Linked DNA regions of Mus musculus: all the other regions are linked to region 5. The links are chromatin contacts, called in public Hi-C and HiChIP or PLAC-seq maps. All regions are on one chromosome and are shown on one strand. The core of a region is the stretch at or near the end of the contact, and the rest is flanking DNA. Distances in the headings are between cores, read along the strand shown.

Region 1 (4,332 bases), core at 1,409-3,908, 510 kb before region 5:
TTTCCTCAATGTTTAATGAGGTTAAATTTAGTTGATTTAGTGGGGGAAGTTTCATAATTACATAATATTCAGGGTGTTGCATGGTTACTGTTGGTTGGGATTGGCTAGGTTTACAGTGAGAATCACCCACCCACACCCACACCCACACACACAAAGCACAAAAGTGTAAAAAATATTCAGTTTGTACAAGAAAGGAACAGGAGTGCATGGAAAGTGTTTGACAGAGATTATAACTGCTGTATGGGTTAGTGACAAGAAAGAAAAGTCAAATGGTTTGCATGGACAATGGTAGGACATTAGAAAAGTAGACAGAATAATAAATAATAATGATGGTTATAATTAATAATAATAGTAATAACAATAACAGAAGAAAAGAGGAAGAGAAAAAATAAATCAGAATAGGACAAAACAAACAAGCAAACAAAAGAAAAAAAGCCAAAGAAAAATAGTAAGAAGCACATGTATACATAGAAATACAGCCATTCATACCCATAGCAATCCTATAAAAACACAAAACCAGAAACCATAATATATACACAAAGGAAAATGATATGTGTGATATCTACTTTTGGTTGTCAATTTGACTACACATAGAAGCTAAGAGGCTAGGTACACCCATAAGGGATTTTCCTTAATTGAAAGTGTTTGACCTGGGAAGATTTACAGTTACTCTGGATCTTCCGAGATGGGGCCATTCTTGTTCTGGCAGTTTATGTAAAGGACACCGAAGAGGGAAGCTGGCTTTCTCTTTGCCTGCTTGTTCTCATTCTGGCTGACAAATCAATTTCTTCACTGTCATTAGAGCCCATGTCTTCAGGATTCCCGCAAATACTCAAGACCAACTGAGACACGCAGACTCATGACAGAGAGAAGGACAGTGTGTAGTTTCGGGTGGATGGGAAAAGGGGGGAGGATCTGGTAGGAACTGGGGGAGGCGGAAAAATCATATGATTTTCTTCTCATATAAAAATCTATTTCCAATAAAAAGATTCAAAAAATGTAGATATAACTTGGAATTAAGTAGTTTGTAGTTCTTTAAAACATTAGTCTGGTATTATCTGAATTACCCCCCCCCCCCTTTTACTTCAGTCAGTAGTTTAGCTCTGTTTTTTGTTTTTTTTTTTAATAGGAAAAATATACTAAAACCTAGAAAGTTTCAAATGCAAACTTGAGGGGCTGCAGAGATGTCCCAAAGGCTAGGAGCACTTGCTGTTCTTGCACCACTGTGGGTGGCTCACATCTTTGTCTTCCATTCCAAGGACTCCAATGTCCTCTTCTGGGCTCCACCTTCACACAGTTGTGTATACACATACAAAACAAACAGACAAAATAAAACAAATCTTCAAATGTGAATTTGAAATGTTTCCTTTATTTCTTTGAATATCATTTCTGCTGGAGTTTTTTTTTTTAATTTTAAAAGTATGGTTTATCTAATTATTTTAACCCAGGTCACATATTTGCATTATTACAGTGTGGTACTGCTTATCTTTTTCAGTACCATTCTGATCACAGTTTATAGCATTAGGGTTTTCAGAGGGAGCTGCCCAACAGTGGAGACTGGTTACACAGTCTTCCATGTCTAATATCCATTTCCTTGCTTGTAGCCCACCTGACATAGTTTGATTCAAGAATGATTTCAACAGCTAAGAGATTAGAATAGTGGGAACTTGAGACCCTTAAAAATTGAATCAGTTTGAGTTTAATTTTACAAGTTTGATTTTTGCATGAAGTGTTTAAACCTTCCTTTGATGAAGTTCTTCATTAGAAATTTCTAGGCCTGCATTGATGAGCCTAAGTAGATTTAGAACCTTTTCTAATGGCAGCAATTTGGGTTATTTTCACTGAAGTGACACTACATCATTGTTACCTTTGTGGGTATTTTTATTAACTTTTGCCAGGTACCAAAAGATACATCCCCTTCAATAATTGTGATAATGTATTCGAACTACGCAGGTGACTTTCCCTCTCTAATCCTCCCTCTAATTCAGAGGATTTAAATCTCTTTTGTTAAGTTATTATTGGGAGAAATAACTCCTGCATTCTTTGTGAACCTACTTATAGAAAAAAGGAGATTTTATTTCTCCTTTTAATTAAAAAGAAATACAACTGGTCTTTCAGAATGAACCCGAACCTAATTTAATGTTATAATAAAGAGGAGGTGCCGTGGAGAGAGATTTTGATGTTCCTAAATTTATACTGAGATACAAAAAGCAAATCCGATCTGTCCTGAGCCTGCATTTAATGAAATGTTGTGAGGGCAAGAGAGAGTAGAGAATCTGAACAAAGAGAATACATGTCGGGTGGAGTAGTTTCTTTAGAATGACGAGTTTGTTGGCTCAGCTAGCAGGAGGGGTCAAGCCGTAAACTGAAATAAAGGGACATTATAACTGGTAAGAAGCACAGCTTATACAAGGGTGCACTTTTAAGTTTGGGAGAAATAGTTGTTGCTCTGGCTGGAAAGTTTCTGTTCCCTTCTTTTTTACTAAACCAGGGAAACTGTATTGACATGCACCCAGATGGACGCTTTGCAGCCTTTCAAAGTGACTCTCCCTAACACTGCAAATTCTTGGCCACTTTCCAGTCTAAGGAGAGGTTAGCCAAAGACTAAAGATTTACTCGGACCACCCAAACGATGAGACTCCACCTTTCTTCTGGATCTCAGCCACCCGGGTACAAATAGAGAAAACTCAGGGGGCCAGGGGTAGGGGTGGGGACGACGGACGATGTGGAAGACAGATGGCAGGGAGAAAGAAGAAAGAGACAGAAAAGAAAACGCAACTTTTAATCAGAGGAAATTAAATTCTCCTTGCTTTCTTTCTGTTGCCCTGGAGTATTAAAGATACAAACCAGCTACATCAATCACTCCTCAACATAGACCTTTTTGTTTGCTGCTCTGAGCCAGAAGCACACATTGTGATTTTTTTTCTGTACACTGCAATGGTCATTATTGTGTGTGTGTGTGTGTGTTTTTTTTTTTTTTTTCTTAAATTTCAGACGAAAGCCTTTACATCCTAGCTCTGATTCTGGACAGTGACATTTTGCGTGGTGGGGAATGATAAAAATCTGTTCTTTGGCATCTTAAAGTTTTATGGAAGATTCTCACTTATTTTATTAGAGCTTTCGTGTTTGGAGACGTTTGGAGCTTGAGTTGAGTTCTAACTGTTCTGAGAGGTTTACAGACTTCCTCGGGCATTTCTGACCAGGATTCATGGACACTGTGATTTCTGCTATCAGTAAATATTTTTTAAATCATTGTTTTTATTGTATAGATTTACAGGGTAGAGTGCAACAATTTGATAGATGCATATGTTATATAATGATCAAATCGATGGTTAATCTTTCCATCTCTTTAAGCATTAATAAATTGAGAAAGAACATGTAGTAGTTGTCCATTCTCTATTGTTCCTGTTCAGGGTGTATGACCCTGAGGTAGGAGACTGTAGCACAGTCCAGCTCTGGTGGCACATCTCCTTATTTTCCACCTCTTGGAGGGGCAACATCAGCACTTTGTCTCCTGAGGGTAATTTGGGGCTTAGGTACTTTAGGGTCAAAAGAAATATTAAGAAAGCAGGCTTAAGCCAGAATTTGGCTTAACTGATTCAAGGCTAGTCTGACCTTCAAGTGACCTGCCAGGGGAAAGCATGGATCTACCATCTCATGTGTAAACATGATAGGTTCTGCAGATGCTTAGAACTATGGGATGAATGACCCATGTAGGGATGCTCCAAAGTTTTATCAGCCTGTCAATCAATCAGGATAAGGATCTATCCTCTTTCTTACCCTGTGGAGGGGCTGCTCTAGCTCTAACTCATACAAAGAGCTTGGAAAAGAACTCTCAGATCTAAACTTGAGTTGGCTGAGTCTGTGGACTGCAGCCCCTTTTACTCCGTCTGTCCACAGATCTATACTTTTATTATTGATCCTTGGGTATCTATTCCAATTCATTGAGACAAGGAACCTGATATGACACAATGGGACTCTCCAAGATCCTCCCGGACAACAGATCACTCCTCCAACGTTTCTTTCAAAGTTAGATGAGGATGGATCAGAGATGAGGAATAGTCCCAAGTTTTGTGTAGCAACTCAGCATCCTTTTTTTATCATCAGCTATGAAGTACAGAATGTGTATTGTTTTGCTTCATAGCATCAGACTATTCCAGAAGATCAAGGAAGATCAGCATCCGTAAGAGATAAAAGGAAGCAATTGAGTAAGAGACAATGTGAAGAAAGGATGTGAGACTTCGGAATGAAAGGAAGGCTGGGAGGACAGATGCCAGGGTGAAGACTTGGGAGAGTGAACCGGACTCATTGAGCTATTGAAGGCCTCTGCTC
Region 2 (4,731 bases), core at 1,521-4,020, 360 kb after region 5:
ACACACACAACAACAACAAAGTTGTGTTCCTCTTTTCTGAGCCTCACTCTGAATGTCCACTGAAATGAATGGCACAGTGTAGATACGGTAAAAGCTGACACCCACATTACCCAGTAGCTGGCAGCATGATAGCAATCTCCGTAATTCTTGCAATTTCTGTAATGGTTTATAATATACTCATAATTCATTAGCTGGACTATGAATTCCAAATGTGGGAATATAAGTCATTATTCTAAGACCTACAGGCTCAAGGTCAACTCAGTGTGGTCTCTGCCTGTAAGGGTCTCGTTACACAAATGTACACATGTGACTCTATAAAGCTGTTAACAGCCACAAATGCAGATATGGAGGTACAAAGACAAGCGTGGAGAAGGGGGAGATTTGGCCATGATTTACAAAGATTTTACAAAAGGCGGACTTAAGCAGCTGCATGGAGCAAACAGAGACTTTGGCGATTAAGAAACAGAAAGATATTCCATAGGGAGAAATGCCAAGGTGCCACCTGAGCGTTTGCTTATCACTGGTAAGGAAAACAGAGAGAAATTCAGTGACCTCGTCATGTTTACAACAAGAGAATCAGAGCCCAGAGCTGTTAGTGGAATTAGCACCTAAGGCAGAATGGCTTTTTCTCCACCACTTCTTCGCCTCCCAGAGCAGAGACAATTCCTCTGCCTGAACTGTGGGCTCCATCCTCAGCTAACGCTCCATTTTGCCACACCCTTTTATAGGACCTGGCTAGGATATCCACAGAAACACACATACAACCATGTCCTCACCGAACACATGACATTTTAGCAGTGTCTAGCCAAGCAAATGCATTTAGGTGTAATCGCTTGTTATCCCTCCACCCACTTACCCATCAATTCAAAGAGATGGGAATTTGAGCTGTTGTCACCTGGCATGTGCTATAAAATTTTGATCCGTTTCTTTCAGCCTTCCACTTTCAGGCTTCAGTTTTTCTAGCTTTCCCAATTCTAAGAAATCATAATTCATAACGAGGAGGGGAGGTTGCAGAATTTTGGCTGACAAGGTTGTGCAGATGTTATTCCTTAAGGGGGACAACTGTGACTGTCCATGTGAGTAATGGCTGTGAGGCGGCTAGCAGCCAAAAGTTCTCTTATACCAGAATGTAGAAACCATTTTCCTACTGAGAGAGGGCCCCCAGTAGGATAATATATTATTACACATGATTCAAATTACAGGATCTGCAGCAGGGGAGCTCATGACTGATTCAGGACAGTCGCCCCCTGAATACAGATGACGGGATGACGGAATGCCTCATGAATTAAAAGGGCCATGGGCTTCTTGTCTAAACCCTTCGTGTGGCTATGCCTATCATTGTGCTCGCTAAGCTTCTTTTAAAAAACCGTGCACAGTTATGACACCTTTGTTGGTGTATTTTAAAATTCCATGTCTTTGAATAATTATATCCAAAGCATTCCTTTAATAGAAAATAGACAATGGACTTTGGCTATCAGTTCTAGACAACCACATGCTTTTCATGGCAACAACGCATGGAATATATGAATTAAGAGAAATCACACTAAAGTCTGTCCCAGTTTCAGTCTTTGGGCATCTGTAAAGCAAATAGAAATCTTCTCAGACCACATGTTTCAGACTTTTTAAGCCATCTATCGAACAAAGTGTGTTATCCTGACCAACAAAACACAAATGTGCGAGACAACATTGTACTTCCAAATGTCTTTCCGTAGATAAATGAATTCCTTCGTGACTATGATTTCATTTGCTCAACTCTGGTTATATAATGATCCCATAAATTCACTGGAGGTATTGAACTATAAATGGAGAGCAGGCATTTTCAGAGAAACATTAAAGCAGCTGTTACATATTATGCCTCCTGAGAAACAAATGTCCCTGTCATATTCTGAAATAATATGTAAGCTGTTCCCTGCACTTCTTTTCAAGCTGGTTCTTGTATTCAGTATTTCTAGTAAATGGATGCAAATCAGGTGCATTGTGCTGCGATGGGAAGGGAGAGATTTGTTCAGAAATGACCTCAGTTCTATTCATTAATAAGATGACATGTTGGCTGAGAGCAGTGAAGGACAGAATAAAACAAGAGAGAACTTTCCTCCATTTGACAGATGTACATAGAGCTTTTTCTTGGAGAAAGCACTGTATGTAAAATGGCCACTACAACATAAAATCTAAAAACGTGAAAGGGACCTCCAAGATGCAGATTGCTTGGAAAAAAAATCACAACGTCCATGGCAGCATACCCCCCCCCCATTCCCTATTACATTGTACAGCAACTTGGAGAAAACACGTATTTCATTGAGAGGGGGCATCTAATAAACAAAAGTTTGGGATTTTTTTTCTGAGAGTTTTTTTTTTTCTTTTTAAGAAGGAGAAGATAATATATGCAAGACCCAACCAAGCAAAATAGCATTGTACTTAGAACCACTTCTGTTACTGCAGACATCAGTTGGAGACTGGGTAAGAGCTACCAGGAAGAATGTAGCCACATTTTCACATAGCGATTTAAATTATGCCACCAGAATAATTAATGGAAGGACTAATCTGGGGGAGGGGAGGGTAATAGGAAAAGGGGGAAGGCTATGTTAAACAAAGTTCATTACTGCATGATGTAAATGAGTTTCTCACCAATGATGTCACTGATTGGCTGAGCTGCAGGACTGGCTTCGAGCATGGCCGGATTGGCTGCTAGCTCTTCTGGTGCCTGCCTGCTTGGGCAGCGGTTGAATCAGATACTTTCTGTCTCTCTTGTTGTCGTTTGAAGCAAATCTTGTTCAGCCCAGCTGTGTCTCCATAGTAGTGGCACCCTAAGAGAGGCTCGCCCTCCTGCTTCCCACAGCTCTTCTGTGAGGCCGTCGTTGCTGTGTGAATACCAGCCCTTGGCACGAAGCCCAGACAGCGTTCTCAGATCCGTCTATAACACACACATACAAAAAAGAAAAATAAAAGCAGGTCTTTCATCTGAATTGCATCCTAAGGAGGATTAAGGCTTCTATTGCTACTGATTTGTGTTCTTTCAATTTGATGGTTAAAATCGTTTTTGAAACACAGTATCTTCTCATCTGCAGCAGAATACTATTGGTTAAAATTGGATAAAAAAAAAAGATGAGGGAATCCCCCTTTTCCCATGTTTACCTTGATTACAGAAACATACTTCTTCATTTTCTTCCTAATCACCATAACTGATGCTTTTGGTCCCCTACTAGAATTTTAAACTCTCAGCAGATTTCTAATTACAGCCGAGTCATTATTTTCAGGTTAAGACATGGGATCTTAATTAGCATTCTTTTTTTTTTAGCTATGCGAAATGAGACAGGGCATGAAGCAGAGATGATCTATGGAGAGGGAGAGAGGGAGAGGGGGAGAGAGAGAGAGAGGAAGGACAGAGAGAGAGAGAGAGAGAGAGAGAGAGAGAGAGAGAGAGAGAGAGAGAGAGAGAATCTGTATAGCTTTTACAGTTGAGCTGATACCCCCTCTAAGCTCTCCCTCCACCACCACCTCCACCACCCCCCTTGCAAAATAATGCAGTCATATGAACTTTACCAGACAATGGAGTACCTACAGGCTCTCCCCTAGACAAGTCCTTTATAACAAGCCAGTGCTATGTGCTGCAGACAGTAGCCAATCGGCAGGCTCCTTTCTGCAGCAGGGACACAATAGGTGCATTGGCCACACTGTCCTCCTAGACCCTGACAGCAGTTCAGGTTCATTTATTGTACACTGGAAGGCACATATGTCTTTAATATTCACTGTGAAATTATCAGTGTGGCTGTCTTCATTCCACTGTGATTACACCAATCTAATTACTGCGCAAAAGCTGCAGGGGCACCGCTTGCACTGAGTGACGCATAGGCATGTATGCAGAAAGAATATGCACGAACATGCTTGCTTACTTCAGGAATAAAAATCCACCGATTATTTCCTTCCCAAAGCTTAATGCTTCCTCCACAACACTTGGGTGAATATAGACATCATTTTCTGCTTCAAAGGAAAAGTATGTGGTGTGTGTGTGTGTGTGTGTGTGTGTGTGTGTGTGTGTGTGTGTGTTGTGTGTGCATGATTTAAACATTAGTCTAGTTATTTATTGGTGTGAGCTGTGGAGGTAGAATCTAGTCAGCAAATAAAAGGTAATTAAGGACCTAAAGACTTCCTCTGTATCACTAAGCATCAGAGTAAGAAGCTAAATAATGTACATGTCTCTCCACGGTTAGGCTTAGATGTTCATTTATTTGCAGTTCAATTGTCGTGGGCATCTGCCTAAGCTCCATTTGCGCATTTCCATATCACGGAACTAGGGTATATCTTGCAGCACTAATTTGACTGCTTAAAAAATTAAATATTCTGTGAGTATACAAAATCAGTATACTATAGCCTGGTCTCTGGGCAAACTGCTATTATTTCTGTGCACGTTATATTTACATATTCATAAACAGAATGGCAGTATGACCAGTGAGTGATTCTACGACAGAGGAAGAAAAGACAGGATCCAGCTTACAGAAGTGTTCACTGGTTGAGGATACTGGCAGAAAGATATTTTCCTACATTTCGTGCTTATTTTACTTTGTTTTCCCAGTAAGAATGATAACTGAAATACTATTTTTTCAGGTAGTATTTCACCAATGTTTACCTGAATTGATTGGAGTGTTTGCTTTTCTGCTGATAGTTCTGTATTTGAGTATGGAATTCATCATTAGAGTGGGTGTTCAAAAAACACAGTACTTCATTTATACCCAC
Region 3 (4,612 bases), core at 524-3,023, 460 kb before region 5:
ACCTCACTCAGGATGATGCCCTCCAGGTCCATCCATTTGCCTAGGAATCCTTTTTGTGAACATAAAAAAAACTGAAGGTTGGCAAGGTTAGCTGAAAGATGATAAATAAATGCAACATAGCTTCATCCCACAGAAACACATTTTGAGAATATTTAGCCCATATACACACATAATTACAGATTTTCCTAACTCTGTTGAATCAGGATGCTAAACAACAAGTCAAATGAATAAGTGATGCTTCTCTAAAAGCCAAAAAATATTGATATAAGTTCCTAGGTATCTTTTAATTGGGGTTTTCTGGTTTGAAAATAGTTAATGATAACTGAGATAGTATACTCTGTAAAAACTTAAGGCAGCTGGTTCAAACAATACAGGCATTGTTCTAAACATACCATTCAGTGTTTTCAATTAAATGTGGTTAAGAGATTTTTCTCATGCGCAAGACATTTTAAATCCTCGGGGAAGTAGCTCAATATCGGTCCACTTAACTTTTGCTTACAAAGTACTTCAGCTTGTAAATCGGAGCTGCCTAAACACCCTGACAGGGGTGTGATGGTTATTCACTGCTATAAGATGAATGGTGCTCCTCACACAATTTACAATTTGAGGTCCAACTTACAGAGCTTTGGAGTATAGCCGAATTTTGTAGTATTGCCGGCAAAGAGATAATTAAGATTGTACAAGGTCATAATGATAACCCTAGTCCAATCTGGCTGACACCCTTTAAGAGGAAGAGATGCTGGGTACTCGTGTGCACAGAGAGGAGACACAGTAAAGCCATAAAAAAAAATATGTTCCTTTCTCAGCAAAGACCAGAAGCCTCAGAAGAAACCAAAACTGCTAACACTACAGTCATGCTTATAGCCTCTAAGACTATAGGAAATAAACATGCTGTTTAATTTACCTACATACTTTGTTATATCAGCAACACAACTCTCCTAATGACTGAGGCTTCTGTATGCATAGATTCTATATCATAGATTCTATATCATCAGGTCTTTAAGTTTTATGAATAAGTGCTTTACTAAGGCAGTCTCTTATGCCAAATGGAAGGTGAAATATTTCAAATCTCTCCTGGACCAACGCCTTGGATTTTAGTTCTGGAGGGCTCCACTGCTGTTAGTCTCTAGAACTGATCCCTCTGCCCACATGTTTATCCTGATTATGTACTTTCAAATACAGATGTTTATTCTGAGAAAGCTGCAAGATCGGGAGTAAGGGTGTCTATTACCATAGCATACTATAATTTATCCTCTCTGATAGGATTGTGGGCTGAACTTATTAAAATTACATGACAACCAAGCAATGTTTTCTTGTAACTAAAGAAAATATACAAGGGGAAATTAAGGCCTCAGCGCAGGGATACAGGAGCAGCCGAAATGTCCTGTTCTTTATCCAAATTATTGCTGAATCCACAGATAATTTGATCATTCTCATTCATCTCTATGAGACAAGGTTAAAAATATTTTAGCCATATCAAGGGAAGTATAGTTGGGTGATTAAAGGCCTAAAGCTGGTAAATGTGACTCTTCATTGTTTATAGGACAGGTTTGGCAAGAGTCCTAAACATCATCTCCGTTTATAAAATCATAAAGCCCCTCTATTCAATATGAAACAAAGCCAAAGTTCATTTGCACAGTTTTGCTGCAGTAATTGAAACCACTTAGGGATGTTTATTGTTCTAAGACCAGAAACAATAAAGACAGCATAAACAAGACACTGACCCAGTGTGATGCTATCGGGATGAATCAAAGAAAAACAACCGAGTTTCTCTATACACAGCTGAGCTCATTCCCTCCCTGACTGTGATCAACTTGCCAGCATGCGGCTTTATGTTGTCTCCTTTTGAAACCGAGGATGAGGGAAAGGGCCAGCCCAGTGAGGTTATAAAGATAGTGCTGTCTCCGTGTGTTTCTCTTAGTTCTCTTCCTTTTAAAGTTTCGTGCCACAGCATAGATACAACGAGGGAGAAAATGAAGCTAGCATTTATGTGCAGCTGCACACTCTTGTCTTTCGCAGAGAAAAGATTAAAAAGTTCCTTTCTATATTAAATACAAAACTTTGTGTAGGAATGGAGGGCGTCTTACACAAAGACAATAGGCGTTAAGCAGTGCAACAAGAATTGAAAATTAAATGAATTCTCGCCCATCAAGTGTTTTAGAAGACAACGTTTTAGAAGCAAAGTGGAACAAGGCTGTGTGTTGCGGGTGCAGGGAAGGAAGTGACGTGATTTTGGTCACTTTAAGAAGACTTCATTCTGCTTTGTAGTTTTCATTCTGGTAGATCTTGAAATTCAACCCTGCTGACAAGTGCAAAAGCGCTGAGCAAGATAGCAGGAATTTCCTGGGGGCAGTCCTGAAGGGCACCGGGATGGTACCACCCAACGTGCTACTCGGAGGCAGTCATTGGTTAAAGCCGGAAGTGGACAAACAATAGAAATCTTGTGGAAAGACACCTGCAAGGAGATTGAGGATAGAGGAGTAGTGGCTTCATCAGAAACGTCCCCCATACTCTCAGATATTTGTTCTCTGGTTGGTGGTGTGTTTGGGGCAAGTTTAGGTGAGACAGCCTTGCTGGGCAAAGTCCACCACTGGGGCAGTGCGCTTCGAGAGTAAAATGTCTCACCAACTTCAGATCGTTGACTTCGCTTCATGCTTTCAGTAAAGGGTGTCAACTGTCTGCATCTAGTTTTCACTGCCATGCCTGCGTCTTGCTACCATGCTTCCCTGTCACGACAGACACTCATCCTTCTAAAACCATAAGCCCAAATAAAATCTTTCATAAGTTGCCTTTGTCATGATATTTTGCCATGGCAAGAGAGAAATGGTTCAAGAGTAAAAAGGGTTCAGACAGCTAAGACCTCAGATGAAATGGTAGCCAGCTGACCACAGTTCTGACCAGGACAACTTACAACACCATGCTCAGGGAAGGCTAGGAACAAGGGTGACAGGGCCTTTTGCATATCTTAATAGGCAAACTGTTTTTGTTTTGTGTAATGGTTGTGGATTGTGGCTGGAGAAATTATGGAAAGATTGGAACTTAGAGAATGAGTTTACCTGAAAGAGGATATTTCACTGTGGACTGAGTAGGATAATTCTTTCTATGTTCTTGCTGCTGCTACTACTGATGATAATGATGATGATGATTCAATTTTTACTTGATACCTAGTGGAAGGTAGGCTTATCAAGGACAGGGTCAAATTTATTATGGAAGCCAAAATAGCAACAAAACTGTACCCAACAGAATTTAAAATTTAACAATGTTCCTTGCCCCTCTACAGTATGTGTGTGTGTGTATATATGTATATATGTATGTATGTATGTATGTATGTATGTATACACACACACACACACACACACACACACACACACACATATATATATAATTTTTAAAAGTACTTTGGGTCATTTTGTTCATGGAAATTTTTTATTGTTAACTTTGCAGCACATGATTAAGTACTATTTGTACTTTATATTGCTCTAATTGTTAGCCATATGTATGTTTGCTGAGATTTTGTTTAATATAAAAATAATATCTTTTTATGTGCCATTTACATGGCAGTATGCCCCATCTATAGGGATTCTATCAAAATTATGTATTTTTTGTCTCCTTTCAGTTTGCATACTTCACTCCTGGGTAAAAAGTTATTGGATTTATTTTTGACTTTTATTTCCCATCACCCTTAAATTTACCACACTTGTATTAATGCTCACACTAATATAGATATGGTAAAAAGCTTGTATATAAATGAATGAACAAACAGCTAATTGAGACTATTTTTCTGCATGATGTGTATATGTATGTGTATATGTTCCATGGTATGCATGTAGAGGCCAAGGGACAACTCTGTGGAGTTAGTTCTCTCCTACAATCTTTATGTGCATTCCAGTGATGATATCAAGGTCACCAGGATTGTACAGAAAGTAATACATATTTCTATTTTATATATATTATATATACATATATATATATATATATCAAAGAAGGAGTACATATTTATAAAAGGGATATATATTCCTAAATGTATGATATATATATATATACCCTTTAATATACAATTATATATGGCTAAGTCAATTTGTAAGTATATGTTCTCAGGGCTCTCCATTTGTGTTGCTTCTCCTGGGGAAGACTATTCCCCGTCCTCTACTCTCAACATTCCTTTGTTTACTATGGTTTTTATCTATGGTCGAGGTCTCAGGACCTGTCTACTGGGCTCTTCTTTGTTCAGGTCATGTTTAGGCATCCATTGTGATGCGTCATTATTCAGAGTAATATAGTTTAAGAAATAAAGAAGATGTTTGGTGTAGACTCATCAATGATGAGTGTGGAAAAATAAAGAAAAATCTAAGCATGTCATACATCAATATCCAATTTGTGCTGTCACCTAACTTTTATGTTTTGGTGACAGCAGGTGATGGATGAATGGTAAGGCATAATTCATAACTATCCTTGGGAATACTTGTATTATAAAGAAATAGATTCTGGGGTCAAAAGTATTTCCAAGAATTTGAAATAACAATAAGAGAATAAGAGACTAATGGATTAATATTTGGGTTTGGGTTTGAATAGTAAAATACAGAATATATATGGGTTGTGTTGTCAGAGCACA
Region 4 (4,587 bases), core at 779-3,278, 500 kb after region 5:
TCTAACCAATCCCTGTTTCAGAACCTCACTTCTCATTCCCTTTCTTAGCTCTTCCTTTCATTGTACATAAGTACCTGGTACTCGAGGAGGCGAGGAATGGATGAAATATAGAAAACGCATCAAGTGAATATCCACGGTAACAACAATAACAGGTTTCAAATCAATGAGCTATGCCTGGCTAAAGGTAACCTAGGTTTCTATTGCTCTGAGAATACAAAATTGTAACAGCAGGCTGGAGAGGTCTCCGTGGTTAAAGCACTGGCTGTTCTTCCAGAGGACCTGGGATCAATTCCCAGCACCCACATGTTGGGTCACCATCATCTGGGACTCCTGTTCCAAGAGAATCTGATGTCCTTTTCTGGCCTCTGTGAGCACTGAATAAAAAGCTGCAATTGAAGTAATGCAATGTAACAGAAATGTATGCAAAATACCGAATGACAGAAAATAAAAGTTAAAAAGCATTTAAAATTGGTAAAAAGAAAGTAAGAGAAGACTCAAGCAACTGGTAGAGGGAGGAACTGATGTCAAATATATTAAGTGTATGGGTGGGGGCAACTAGAGGGAAATGAAAGGTCCAACGGAGGGAAGGAAATAATGCCACCCATAAGGAGCACAGCTAGCAACACATGCAGAAGCTACTCCAATCTCCTTTCTTTACTTTTTTTCTGGTGGCCTTGTCATCTTTCTTCTTCTTTTTTTTTTTAAAGAAGAGATTTTTTTTTTAAGTTCTTACATTTGATCTTAAAAGGCTGCTCAATTTCTCCTTTAGCCATAGTAACAGAAAGTTGCAACTTAACACTTCAAGTTGGATATTCAAAAAGGCCAGGGAATATCAGTAAAATTGATAATTTCTAACAAATCCATAAGGACTTATTGAGAAGGCAAATTAGTACACTGCTTCTGTTCTGTACACTGTTCAGAGGGTCTGGCTTCTGAGGAAGAGAGCAGGTGATGACAATGTAGAGGTGATGACAATGTAGAGGTGATGACAACCTATAGAAGGTGAAGGGAAAGCTTTAGGGTATTGGTAAACGAGTGTGTGTGCGCTCACATGCACACACGAGGTCTTTGGTAAATCTCAGAAAGTAATGCCTTGGACATGATGTTTCTTCTCTTTCCAATGAAAAGGACACACAATAAGGCTCTGGAGAGTGCACACACTTAAAAGGGAATGAATGCGTGGGACGGTGAAAGGAAGCAACGGGACGCTCTCCCATTTCTTGAGTTGAGGAGAATATTTAAAACTCAGAATAGATGCAAAGCAAGGAAGATGAAGCAAAACCTAAGAATGGAATCAATAATTTTGAGAAACAGAACTAGTTTTGAGTCAACGGGAAAATTAAAGGGAGCATATTGCAATACTGACCTGCAGTGTGACCTCTACACAAGAAATAAACCGTGACCAGAGGCAATTCCACAGCCCATGTCATTGTTTTCCCGTACCCTTAATGTCTTGATTACATTACTGGCAACGAGGGAGAGACACGCTACTGCAATAACTCAGGTGAAATATTCTCATTGTTTTTTAATTATTTGCATTAAAAAAAAACAAAAGAAATGTTGGATTCTTACACACAAGCAGCTCCTAGAATACCAGATTGTCATAATTCAGACAGGAAAAGAGAAATTTATTTAAAGAGATAAGGTGCTAGAAGACAATACATTAAAAAAAAAAAAAAAGAAAGTGGTAATAGTACCTTAAAGAACCCTGCTTCAGGGCCACACCTGTCATACACACTCCTGGATTTACCTATCGCCATGATAACGCCTTGCATACTGGGGGTCATCATGACCTGCCACGGGGGTTGAAAGGAAGCTTGCTGAACGGTTAACAGGAAAATGCAGAAACAAAAGCAAAAAACCTTTAACAAAATGAAACAAGCTGCTTGCATGCAACTTAAAAGCCTTTGTTTTCTACCACTCATGCGTTTATAAAAGAGCAAATGGTTTCTGATGTATGAGTCAAAGCACCATTCAGTCCTCTGGGCAGTGGCCCAGCTGGCTTGCAGGATGCCCCTGTCTGTTCAAAGATCAGAAAGCATTCTCTCTAAAGTGCAGAATTGTAAGAAGGCGCCCCCTTCTGGACAAAGCAGAAAGTGAATACTTCTCCAAGAGAACCATTTCAAAACTGGCACCAACACTTAGTAAATAAATGAATAGCCTGAAAACTCCAGTTGAATCTCATTCCTGCTCCCAGGCAAAGGCCCTTCGTACAACTGTGCAACCAGTGTATCTGTAAGCAACCAAGAGTCTCAAGGCACATGCACTGTTAGGCAAGGACGCCAACAGAGTACATCAAAACATACAGGTCTAAGGGCAGAAATTTCCCCACCAAAGGTAGTATATTCAATAAAGAGAGTAGTCACAATTCTTTCACAAATGCCAAAACCAGCTCACACTGAAAACAAGCAACTGGATGCTTTGTAATACGTGAGTACTTTCATTAAATTGGATCAGTTTGTATGAGAGCAAACACGGAACAATGTAAGGCAGTATTACATATACTATAGACAGTTCTAGAAAATGGCTCATCCTTAGCTGCTTGCCTTTCCAATGTCTTAGAAATAAGTAGCACGACGCTGTCTCAGTGCAGCTAAGAGTCTGTGGTCACTCCCTCGAGTTCCCTGAAACTGTCCCTCATAGTTTATTCTGGATCATACATGTAAGGTTGCACGTGTCCACCATTCATTGTCTGCTTACCGAAGTCCTTTGATCATTCCTTCTCTCTTAAATCTAGCCTGTCAGTAGGCATGCTTTCTCATAACGGCACAGTGATACTATGTCTTACAATACTTCCAAATTTGATGATTAATTTTTACATAATCATAATTAAAATTCAGGAATACATTTTTCAGGAATTAAATATATTTCACACACATTCAGTTCTTATCCAAAGATACAACCACTAAAAAGCTGTGGTATCTCTCTGACCACAAATCATCCAAGCTTCCCCATCGCTTACTTAAAAAATTGCTTATCTGTCCTCTCTCAAACACAGAAAAGAACCACCTAAAGAATTTCAAGGGGAAAATACATCCCAAGTAATGATAGATAAATAGTCCGATGAAGCAGACTACTGGGTGGAAGAGAACTTTACCATGAGAAAGAACAAAGCTGGAGGCTGGTGGAACAACTCAGTAGCTAAGACAATCAGCAGAGAAGGAGGAAGACGGGATGCCCATAGAGAAGAAGGCGCTGCCAGGCATTCAGTGATGCCCACCAGGCATCCTGTTTGTTGTTACAGCATGAGTCAACAGCAGCAAGACTATCAATTACCCATCTTGCAGCCATTCTGTAGGGCTTTCTGGTGGTAGGGGATGATGGACAAAGTCTAAAGTGAAGTATACAAGTAATTTAGTAGTCTGCTAGGAAAATATCAGTTATTTTTAAAGTAATATGGGCATTATATAATTAAGCAAATCTTACTCTAATTATCAGCCTGAGAGTAAACTGATGTTAAAAAAAATCATTCTTTTCATCTATTCTCTAAGCTTGCTGCTTTCATCTTATATTTAATATCCAGGTTCTGTTAGTAACTGGCAAGGCTTCACACCATCAGAGGCAAAGCTGTAGGTTATGCAGCAACAGACATGAAGCGTGTGGGTACAGTCATGCCTACGGTGTTTGTACATATCTGCAAAGAGTGAGAGCAAACCGTGCCGAGCACTGCAACCAAGGTACCTCGTCATCGTACCCTCCCTCTTTTGCCTCAATCACAAATTTCCCTAAGTGGGGAATCTCCACCTCTACACCTTGCTGGCTAGAAGGTGGTTGGCTCGTGGTGTTTGCAGGTTTCTGTAGGAGAAAACCATTGGCAAGCAGATTAGAAAGACAACAATGGAAGCGATCTCTTTACACACAGAGGTTTATAATCTCTTTATATACTATCTCTATTCACTACATATAAAATGAAACCACTTTAAAGTAAATATTAGACGCAGGTTAATTAATCAAATTGTAATACAAAACTGTAGCCTTTCTTTTTGCATACCAGATACTTCAGGTAGCTTTCACCAAAGCATTTTAGACTTAAGGGTATATAAAAATACTAAAGACCAGAGTCACATTGAATGGTAGTATTTGAGGCAAACAGTCCTAGTTACTCCAGAAAGCTTTTTGTTGCAACTCTATGAAGTTAAGATTATGACCTACTCTAATCCCAGCAGTTTGCAAGGGTAAGGCTTTCACATAGTCTTGTTTAACCAATAGGCTTAGAGCTTGAATGCCCCCAATGTCTCAGTCAGCAGGCGGCAGAAGCGCAGGGCGTATCTGGGCAGCTTGCTTCAGTCGTTGCAATGTGGACCAGAACTTTCTTCATCAAAAATAGACATGAGTTCAAATACAAAATATGAATAAGGACACTTACAAGTTTTATTCCTATTTGAAATATAAGTGAATTTTAATGTTGTGCACATTTTCTTCCACTCTAGAAATACGTATCCAAATAGACTTTGACAATGGAATCAGAAGTAATGGTCAAGAACAGTATTTTGTCTTTTAAAAGAAAGGTTTATCTTAAGAGTGTTATTTTGTAACACATTTAGGGTGCTCTACTTATCTCAATTTTCATCATCTCCAAAGGAAATT
Region 5 (4,496 bases), core at 137-2,636:
TACACACTGCATATCTCAAAACGTTTTTTTCTTTTTAGAGATTTTCTTGCATGTTTAGAAACATTGTTTAGTAAAGAAGTTTTTAAAGGGGGCATATCATTTAACCCTCTACCACTAAAATAGGAAAAGCTGCATTTTGTTACAAGACGTTGACTTGCTCAGCAATTTCCTTCTACAAATAGAGAAAATAATTAGAATGCAATGTATTCACCTGCCGAGCCAAAGCAACTCTGAACTTGAAAGCAAGTTTGTACAGACTTTCCCCACCACAACAGTGAAGGGCAACTTCCAACGCTTCCCAACTGCTCTAGGGCAAATTCTTTTTCCTTGTATTTTTAGAAGTAGAATTATTAAGGAACAAGCTATTTTTTTTACTTCGCAACGGAGAATCCGCTCTGTTTATTCCCATCTCTCCTCTACTGAAACCGGCATGAAAAGAAATTTTATTTAGCATTATATGGATGCATTTTTGAAGCAAGATCTCTTTTTAGAACTTCGAGAAATTTCTTCTTTTGCATTTAAAATTAGGAGTCACAGAAAAGGTTTTACTTTCCTTACTACTACTGATTCCCAAGCCCGTTTCTCCACAAAATATATTACTGGACACAAAAATCAGAGATAACACACACTACTGTCTGCCTAAAACTTCTGTGAACAACCAAAGCAGGAGCTTATGTCTATAGAGAGTTTTCTTATTCCAGTTTAGTGTCTACGCTAATCACGATTAGAGTAAGAAAGCAAAAGAAAAAAGTGTAAAGTGGGTAATGAGTTAATAAGAACAAATTGAAACTGCAAGGAGTCTAATTTATGGAATAGAAAGCGTAAAAAGAAACAAAAAAAAAGTTATACCTGGTATGAAAGTGCGGGTTCACCAAGTGCAATGTACTGCTCTTAGGCCATTGTTTTTTGAAATAATAACAAAAATAAATAAATAAAAGAAAGAAGGGTCATAGATTTGTGTTGCCTTCCAAGCTGCTTAACGAAGCCCGATGTCTCAGGAGTTAGACAAACCAAAGTTTGCTTTTTTGGGTTTGTCTCGGTTTGCATTTTTGGTTTGTTTTTGTTTTCACGCAGGCATTCCGCATCATTATCAGTATTTTTCAGCACTCTGGCGAATACTGAGAAGCTCAGGGTTTTTGTTTGGTTTGGTTTTTTGTTTTTGTTTTGGATTTTTTTTTTTTCTGTTTCTTCTGGGCTCCCGGTATTTCTCAGAGAAGGAGGTCCAGAGGGCTTGTCTTCATTCTCTTCCTTCTCCATATTCCAGGCACAAAGCACTGCGCAGAATCTGCACCAATCGTTGCCACCGACTGGCAGCAGAATGGTAGAAGGTGGGAGAGTCCCGGAATCCTTCCAGGCTGACTTGAGAAACGAGGACTGCACACGTTCGTCTCCCGAACCGAAGGGGTGAAAAGGCTGGGTGCCAGTTTGCTACTCGGCTGCAATGATCTCATGCTCACTGCTCTGTCGTCCTGTCCGACCAGTTCAAATGCCTGTTCATTATAAACCAAATACATACATACATAAATAACCCAAACTACTTGAATTCTTCAGTAACCAAAAGAAGAAAAAAAAAAGGAAAAAGAAAAGATATTAACATAAAAATTAAAAAACAAAACAAAACAGCAGTCAGGAAAGGTAAAAAAAAGAAAGAAAGAAAAGAAAACAAAAGAAAAAAAGCACATACAATTTAGGATTCACTTGTTATGCCTCAATATTCTGTTATTATTTTCCTTTTCTCTCTCTCTTTAGAGATAAGCAGCCGAATTTATCAGGCGTGAAAGGGACAGCCTCCTGGTGGCCTGCCAAAAGCCCAGAATAAAGACGAGGTTGTGCTTCAAAGCTCAGTTGCTTGCTGAGACTGGCTAAAGTCAAGTCTTAAGATCCACCATTTTCTGATCCTTGCTAGAAAAGAAGAAAAAAGTCAGGGCCGTTTGCTGCTTCCAAGTCTCCGTTGGCACCATCACAAAATCTCAGTCGTCAGGTCACATGATTCTCTGCCAAATGTAGAGTGAGGCATTCCCATCAACCATTCTGCTGATACTGCGAAGGCAGCTATTGTCTCGTTTAGACCCAAAGTTCAGCCCACTCTTCATTGAATTAGCTGAAAAACGCATCACCTTTGGGGGCTGGGAGTCATGGAAACGTCTACCTGGCAAGCTGCCCACTTTTTCTGCCCATCAACCAGAGATGGGATTGTGCTGCTTAACGCAGTCATGACTTGGAATGTGAAGAGTGGTCCAAAGTGAATCTCATTCTTACAACGCCTGTTTCATTTGCACAGAAAACTCTGGCTCATAGGAGAGAGGGAGAGGGAGGGGAGGGGGAGAGGGAGAGAAGGAGGGAGAGGGAGGGAGGGTGAGAGAGAGAGAGAGAGAGAGAGAGAGAGAGAGAGAGAGAGAGAGAGAGAGAGAGAGAGATCTTTCCTACAAAAAATTAGCAAATAAAGGTCTGAACATGCTTACTTTGCAACTTTGTTTCTCAACGCACCCGAATGGTTCTCAAACCGGAAGACTGAATGCCCTGCCCTGCGAGTTTTCGTCATTAAAGGCATATCTGTTTTCTTGTCTTTCTTTCTTTTTTTTTTTTTTTTGTAAACGCAACAAGCCTAGCACATTTGTTTTATTCTCCCACTTTAAGACTTTGAAACAAAACCAAACCTCCCAGTTTTCCTTTTTGCATTTTTATTACTTTCTGATTTTTATCTAGCACCAATTTTGTGCTACATGGCCACAATATCCACTAGCAACAGAGATGCATTATTGCTACCATCTCCAACAAAGTGGTCCCTTGAGAGGATGGGGTGTCTCTTCCAGCAGGCAAACCCCTGCAATTGGGTCTTGCGATAATCCCCATCACTACCTAGCACAGCTGCTATGCAAGTTTTCGGAGATTGACACATGTGAGAAGTGTTCTTTCTGTTCTCTGACTGGCTGCGGGTTGCCTGTGTGGCATGAAAGATGCCTTTGAAAGATTCAGGGAGCATATCAACAGCTCTTAGGCAATAAAATGAACAGCTTCCCCCTCCCTGGTGAATTTCCATTCTAGCATGCAATGAGATTTTTTTCCCATGTACAAACATTTCCATACTTCCTAACAAGAGTGGAGTGAATTCAATCTTTAAATATTCCCTTAAGCAGAATGTTAAGCCAAGTAGCAGAGCAAGCATCGTTAACATATAAGTCAAAATTCAGAGGACAATGCAGAAGACCTACATTTTCATACATGATTGAAAAATTTGTAGTGATTGTATATTAAAGTCACTTATGTTTGTAGTAAGTCTAGAATTATGTTCATTGCCTTATCTGAGTAATGGATCCATGTCCCTCTCCAGGAATGCACATATATTAAATATTATTTGATAGTTAAAACACGACTTGCCTAAACATTATTTGTGAAAGTCAGAACTCGGAAACATCCCATCAATGGATTTAAAGGTTATTATCTTATTCACGAGGTCACTTTAGGAGCAGTAAGGGGTGAATATCACATGCCCATATGGGAAACATCACAAAATCCGGCCTGTCTGTAATTGAAAACTGCACGAAGTTCTACACAGTAGAACTTGACCTTAAACATGTGCTGAAGTTTGCGATTGTTTTTCTCCTAGACTGAAAAATCCTGGGCAACGTTTTCTAGAGTCTTAACCACAGCACTAAAGAGTGTTGGGTAGGGAGAATTGTACAATGCATATTTAAAGCCCTGTATGTTCAGGATGCACAAAATAGGTGACAGACATAGAATGAGAAGTGTAAATTTGTAGTGACCGTTCAGTTATGCGGCAATTAAGCACTAGTGTTTGATAGGTTTTACACTGGGTATAGGGGACTAGCGCTAGAGACTCCTATGAGGTGTCATTCAGTAAATACTTTTAAATAAGAAAAGCCCGTGGTAAAGTAGCTAAGTTGGTATCCAGAGGAAATTTATTAAGGTGAAACTCTTTATGAAACAAGCAGGAAGATATTGAAGAACAGAAAGGAAATGCATATTAAATATAAATTACCTATGGAAGTCTTTCCTCAATCCGAACTATTCCCTTTCAGTAAAAACTCATTAATTAGGTTTTCACAATTTTATGTTTAACTTCCATAAATTAACTGATATAAAAGTTGTATGGTGGCCTCGCAATTCCAAATGAAAGAAACAAAGAAAAAGAAAGAAGCAAACTTTTGTGTTTAAGAGCATGGAATAAATATTTTTATTTAAATCTTCTATTAAATACCACCAATATATCCCAAAGAATATGTATAAAACAGATAGAAAGAGACTGTGACAGACTGAGGACTGGCATGCCCATAATTCCCTTCACCTTTTGACTGGTGTTTGCTGGTTTGTTTGTTTGTTTTCAACTCTTTGGTTTTTGTTTGTTTTTCAGTCATGGCATCAGAAGAACAGTGGCCCACAGGGACAGTAATTATTGGGACAATACTGTTTTAATTTTTCTTTCCACTTTGTTTTTTTTTCAAGACAGGGTTTCTATGTGTAGCCCTGGCTATCCT
Region 6 (4,398 bases), core at 179-2,678, 260 kb before region 5:
TTGGCCATCACTTTTCCTTAAACAGCTCTCAGGAATATGCTAAATTATCTCTTTTCATGCCTTCAAGTAAACTTCAACATATATTTTAGCCTATTTAACAGTCTTATTTCTGAATATTATTTTCAGGATACGCATGTCAGACTATTTTTTTAAATTTTAGCCTTCATGAATAATGTCATTGTTGGTTTTTAAAGACATTGATACTGGAGAGTGATTTTTGATATTCATATTTTGATGCATTTTTGTTTAATATTACACCTTCATACTAGACTTCAACATTAAATGTCAGTTAAGGATGTATTCTTTTAGAGGAAGTCATAAACTCTAGATGAACCAATGCAGATTCTTATTCTGAATTATCAGTTATTGTCTGGTAGCTTAACATGTATATATCTGTGCAAAGTGCATATGGTATGGCTTTCTCTTATACATGGTAACATTTAATATGTTCTTTTGAGTAAAGTGCATTTATAAAAAGAAAAAGTTAATGATACATGTTATCAATGTACTTTGTTGAAATATGATGGATCTCATTGCAAAGAATGGGTCATGTGTTTTGAGAGAATTGTTATCTGATTATAAGGAGAGCTAACACTACAACATATTTACTAGCTTATATTACATAACATATCGTTTAACTTATATTTGAGATGTAACCCTAGTAACTGATTGACATGTGAGAACAAAGTATCTTGGAGACTTCTACTCATTTCAGAAGGACTCCTGAAAGAAGGTGTCCTTAAAGAACCCAAAGTATTAATAAACCACTTTCTGCTTGGATTAAAAAAAAAAAAACTTAGAAGAAAACGACCTCTTTCAAAGTCATCATATTGCCAGGATTCATGGTAGACAATATCTACTCAACAAATCCCATGAAAAATGTATTTATTTATTTATTTTTGTACAGAAGAAAGCTCTTGCTTTTCTTTTTTCTTTTCATTTTTCTCTTTTCTTCCCTTTTCTTTTCTTTTCTTTTCTTTTTTCTTTCTCTTTTCTTTTCTTTCTCTTCTCTTCTCTTCTCTTCTCTTCTCTTCTTTCTTTCTTTCTTTTTTTTGTGGATTGATAACTCCATCCAGAAAGGGCATTTGTACATGATGGAAAAGAAACATTCTATAGCCAGCTTTGTGGCTGTCTTCAAAACCTTCCACCATCTGAATAACCCCTGAGGTTAAATAGCTGGTAGACATCTGGAGGGAGAAGTAAGAGAAATGAGATCATCAAGGAACGATATTGTGCTTACAACATGTGGCGAAATGAGTGTCTCTTCGCCATCTGTTATTTGTGTGTGTATTTTATTATGTAAATGTTCGTACACACTGCATTCTAAACAAAGGAACATTACTTCCACTTTGCTGGTGCTGCCAAGCTTGCGTATGTGTCCTGGAAAAAGAAAGTGGCAGACAGAGAATTCGGGGTTCATCTGGCCACTTGTGTCCTTTTCCTTTCACCAAGATGGTGAGAGACTCTATGTGGGTTTGATTCCTTTTCTACATCCTGTTAACAAATACAAAGCTTGGCTGGGAATGGAAAACAGTGTCTTGATTACTACAGCTCTGGTCTCAAGCTTCTTTTGCTGGCATCTGCAGGGAGAAAGATGCTAGATGCTAGGATGCCCTGGGATGGTTCCAATGTACACTAGTGATAAATCTAGGCTAGAAAATGAATTTGGACAAAGAAAACAGTCTCTGTGCAATTTCTGCTCATCTGTTTAATTCCTGGCACATATACTCTGGGTCATGGGAAGGTTCTGGTGTACTGCTGTCAGTGTCCCCCTAAACAAGAGGAGTGTGTGTGTGTGTGTGTGTGTGTGTGCATGTTTTGGGGGAATAAAAGTGAGGAGATTTGGGTGACACATATTCTCGTTTAAATTTTCATAAAATTACCAATTTAAATTGAAATGTAATTATCCTAACTGGCATCTTTTTGGCAGCAACATAAAAAAAAATCCTCTGGCTTTACTGTACCAAGCAAAAGCCCCGAGGAGTCCTGACACTGGCCTTTAATCAAAAGCTGAAAAGACACAAAAGCTTTCGGATAATCTATGCCAAGCTATCTTGGACAGCATGGAATTGCCTGGAGCACCCTTCTGGTGGCATTTAAAACACCTGGTGCCCTTAGAAAAAAAAGTACATCTGTGTCTGCGATTTCTCCTTCTGTAATTCCCTTAAATCCTTCTATCGCAACCCATTCTCCTATCTTTTTAAAAGCAAGGATTCGTCAATGGCAGTAAAATAAAGCAGTTTTATTTACCGAGAGAATGGTACTTGTCACTGGCTACGCCTGGAGGTGTCAGACACGGGTGGCCATCTGCACAAACTTCCTCACTGTTTATTTCGTGGGGTTTAATATAATTAAACTATCATTGTGCTCATTGATTCAGTTCAAATTTTAATTTGATAATTGGGGGAAAGGTGTGCATTTGAAATGGAGGCAATTAATTGACACTTTAAATGCACTTGAACAGAAATAATTTAAGTTACACTGTACTTAGTGGTGACTTACACTGTCATGTTTATGCGGATTCTTCCATTTAGCTTGTATCATTACTGGGTAGAGGTAAATAATGTTTCTCACTCTAAATCCCATTGACACTAGTAGTCTAATTCTGAAATTTGGATTTTTTTTCCTGCCTAAAATAATCCCATTCATTTTGTAGTGATTGGCTCTTCTAAAATTCAGACGTTTTAACTCCGAACAACAATCTAATCATTCATAACTAACCTAACACATATGCAAACTAATTATGCAGATTGTCGCATAATTTTGTAAATAGACAGTCTGATTCCCCTTCTAGCAAACACCTTGCATAAAGAAATAATGAGAATAACAAAGATGCAGATTTCCAATTTATAGTAGCAGCTCTACTTGATTTGAATAAAGAAAGAAAAACAACTGGTTATGACTTATTTAACTTTTGTTCTAGTACCAGGTTTCCTGTAATTAGTTCAAAGGCAGTGCATCTATGCATTTTGGTGAACCTACTATAATTTCAAAAGGAACCATATTTATGGATAAAGCAGTTTTGTGTGTTAATTAATCTTCCATCTGGAAACAAATATGCTCTCTCTCATTTTTTCTACATCAAGAACAAAAGCTAGGGAGTCTTAGAGAGTTACGATATGACCATCCATTTCTACTAGAGTTATTTGATTCACAGAGCCTGCAATTCATTTCATCAAAACGCCTAGGAAAATTCAATTTTGTAAAATGTTAACTACCTCACCTATAGTAAACTACCTTCTACCTATATTAAACATCACCTAAAAAGAAATGGTTGCTGTTTCCCCATATTCCCTGAGAGGTTCTGTTCCTAATAGGTAGAGTTGGAGCAAACTGTTTTACGCCACATATGAAATGTTGTATTCTTTTTACAATGCACTAATCAATACTTTTAATATTCAGTGTAACCATAAATAAACATTGGTAAATTTTGGCAGCTCACTTCAATGAGGCAACCAATCTCATATTATTACAGTTGGAAACTTTATTAAAACAGGCCCTGTGAAGATTTTTATGAAGTCCAGCTTCTATTCAAGCTTGGCAACAATGCTCTTAAACTTTTTCATAAGAATGTGGTTTTCTCACAGTTGAAAGCTTGTGATTAAGAATTCCAAACTCAAAGGGGGAAAGATAAACAAACAAGCAAACAAGCAAACAAAAAAACCCCAACACTCAGGAGCACACTATACCCCTTAGAGCACAACATACATTTAATAAGGAAGCACTTCACCCATACAATAAATGTATTTTTAATGCCAACTCTTCCTACCATAGATATTCAAACAAATATCTGTAAAAGTCTATTTTTGATAAATCAATTAAAATAATTGTTTTAGGAAAGAAAATTATAATGCCAACGTGATTGCTAATCATTCTTAGACATCTAATGATAAGGCAGCTCTCCATAAATGTGTATAATTAAGATAGTAATAATAGTGTATGAGTACCAAGTAGAATTGTGGTCTTCAAAAACATTAGAAGATTTCCAGCCTGGACAGAAATTGACAGACAAGATGGCTCAAAATCTCAGAACCATTAGCAGACAATGGTCCGGTGCTTAAAAACCTGCAAATTCCAACAACTAGTTAGTCACAGGACCAGGATTAGGAAACATTCAGATGTTCGAATTGCCGCATAAATGATATGCTCAGTTGCTTGTAATTTCAATAATATTGAGTCAAATTGTAGCAATTTTGCACAATCTGACATCCAATTTATAAATACACCATTAATACAACTTTCATTGTTTTATATTTTATGTTTTGCATAAAACCCAGATTTCACAAATATAGGAAGGAATGGCTGCTTTCCCTTTTTCTTTCTCTTGTACTTGGACATAAGTACACTGTTGTTCTCATGACACTTCCTTTTGAGTACACAGAGGGTCCTATTGTTTGT

What was found. A called contact is a pair of places that touch in the nucleus more often than the background predicts. HiChIP or PLAC-seq counts read pairs in DNA pulled down with a chosen protein or histone mark.
Region 1: a contact with region 5 is called in a Hi-C map of uterus, with 6 times the contacts expected there. The contact joins two enhancer-like sites. A contact is called at or near these places in 2 of 39 promoter capture datasets (hippocampal neurons and neural stem cells), 4 of 484 Hi-C or Micro-C datasets (cerebral cortex and uterus) and 6 of 115 datasets of contacts at active chromatin or transcription factors (embryonic basal ganglia, embryonic forebrain, forebrain and 3 more).
Region 2: an H3K4me3 HiChIP or PLAC-seq map of embryonic forebrain shows a contact between it and region 5, with 5 times the contacts expected there. The contact joins two enhancer-like sites. A contact is called at or near these places in 3 of 39 promoter capture datasets (hippocampal neurons and liver), 11 of 484 Hi-C or Micro-C datasets (cerebellar granule neurons, cerebellum, cerebral cortex and 4 more) and 12 of 115 datasets of contacts at active chromatin or transcription factors (PVALB interneurons, VIP interneurons, astrocytes and 7 more).
Region 3: a contact with region 5 is called in a Hi-C map of uterus, with 3 times the contacts expected there. The contact joins two enhancer-like sites. A contact is called at or near these places in 1 of 39 promoter capture datasets (neural stem cells), 3 of 484 Hi-C or Micro-C datasets (adipose-derived mesenchymal stem cells and uterus) and 1 of 115 datasets of contacts at active chromatin or transcription factors (embryonic forebrain).
Region 4: a contact with region 5 is called in an H3K27ac HiChIP or PLAC-seq map of neural progenitor cells, with 2.7 times the contacts expected there. The contact joins two enhancer-like sites. A contact is called at or near these places in 3 of 115 datasets of contacts at active chromatin or transcription factors (astrocytes, neural progenitor cells and stem cell-derived neural progenitor cells).
Region 6: a contact with region 5 is called in an H3K4me3 HiChIP or PLAC-seq map of embryonic forebrain, with 3 times the contacts expected there. The contact joins two enhancer-like sites. A contact is called at or near these places in 3 of 115 datasets of contacts at active chromatin or transcription factors (astrocytes, embryonic forebrain and neural progenitor cells) and 1 of 9 other capture datasets (adipose tissue).

Annotation. Positions count from the first base shown.
Region 1 is chr16:78,100,172-78,104,503 of GRCm38.p6, reverse strand. No RefSeq gene overlaps it. Among named protein-coding and RNA genes, the nearest start is that of Gm31431, 13 kb to the right of the region's middle. Within about 2 kb of position 2,658, at least 42 of the 459 cell types and tissues checked have an H3K27ac peak or open chromatin away from gene starts, as enhancers often do. A contact at or near this core is called in embryonic basal ganglia, heart atrium, neural progenitor cells and 2 more, where this site is marked.
Region 2 is chr16:77,235,145-77,239,875 of GRCm38.p6, reverse strand. No RefSeq gene overlaps it. Among named protein-coding and RNA genes, the nearest start is that of Gm31258, 65 kb to the left of the region's middle. Within about 2 kb of position 2,770, at least 101 of the 459 cell types and tissues checked have an H3K27ac peak or open chromatin away from gene starts, as enhancers often do. A contact at or near this core is called in PVALB interneurons, VIP interneurons, astrocytes and 10 more, where this site is marked.
Region 3 is chr16:78,049,507-78,054,118 of GRCm38.p6, reverse strand. The region is part of intron 2 of Gm31431 (a long non-coding RNA gene); the gene reads left to right. Among named protein-coding and RNA genes, the nearest start is that of Gm31431, 38 kb to the left of the region's middle. Within about 2 kb of position 1,773, at least 9 of the 459 cell types and tissues checked have an H3K27ac peak or open chromatin away from gene starts, as enhancers often do. A contact at or near this core is called in uterus, where this site is marked.
Region 4 is chr16:77,096,857-77,101,443 of GRCm38.p6, reverse strand. The region is part of intron 18 of Usp25 (ubiquitin specific peptidase 25); the gene reads right to left. Among named protein-coding and RNA genes, the nearest start is that of Usp25, 85 kb to the right of the region's middle. Within about 2 kb of position 2,028, at least 51 of the 459 cell types and tissues checked have an H3K27ac peak or open chromatin away from gene starts, as enhancers often do. A contact at or near this core is called in neural progenitor cells, where this site is marked.
Region 5 is chr16:77,591,616-77,596,111 of GRCm38.p6, reverse strand. No RefSeq gene overlaps it. Among named protein-coding and RNA genes, the nearest start is that of Mir99a, 5.1 kb to the left of the region's middle. Within about 2 kb of position 1,386, at least 140 of the 459 cell types and tissues checked have an H3K27ac peak or open chromatin away from gene starts, as enhancers often do. A contact at or near this core is called in PVALB interneurons, VIP interneurons, astrocytes and 12 more, where this site is marked.
Region 6 is chr16:77,849,516-77,853,913 of GRCm38.p6, reverse strand. No RefSeq gene overlaps it. Among named protein-coding and RNA genes, the nearest start is that of Mir125b-2, 210 kb to the right of the region's middle. Within about 2 kb of position 1,428, at least 35 of the 459 cell types and tissues checked have an H3K27ac peak or open chromatin away from gene starts, as enhancers often do. A contact at or near this core is called in embryonic forebrain and neural progenitor cells, where this site is marked.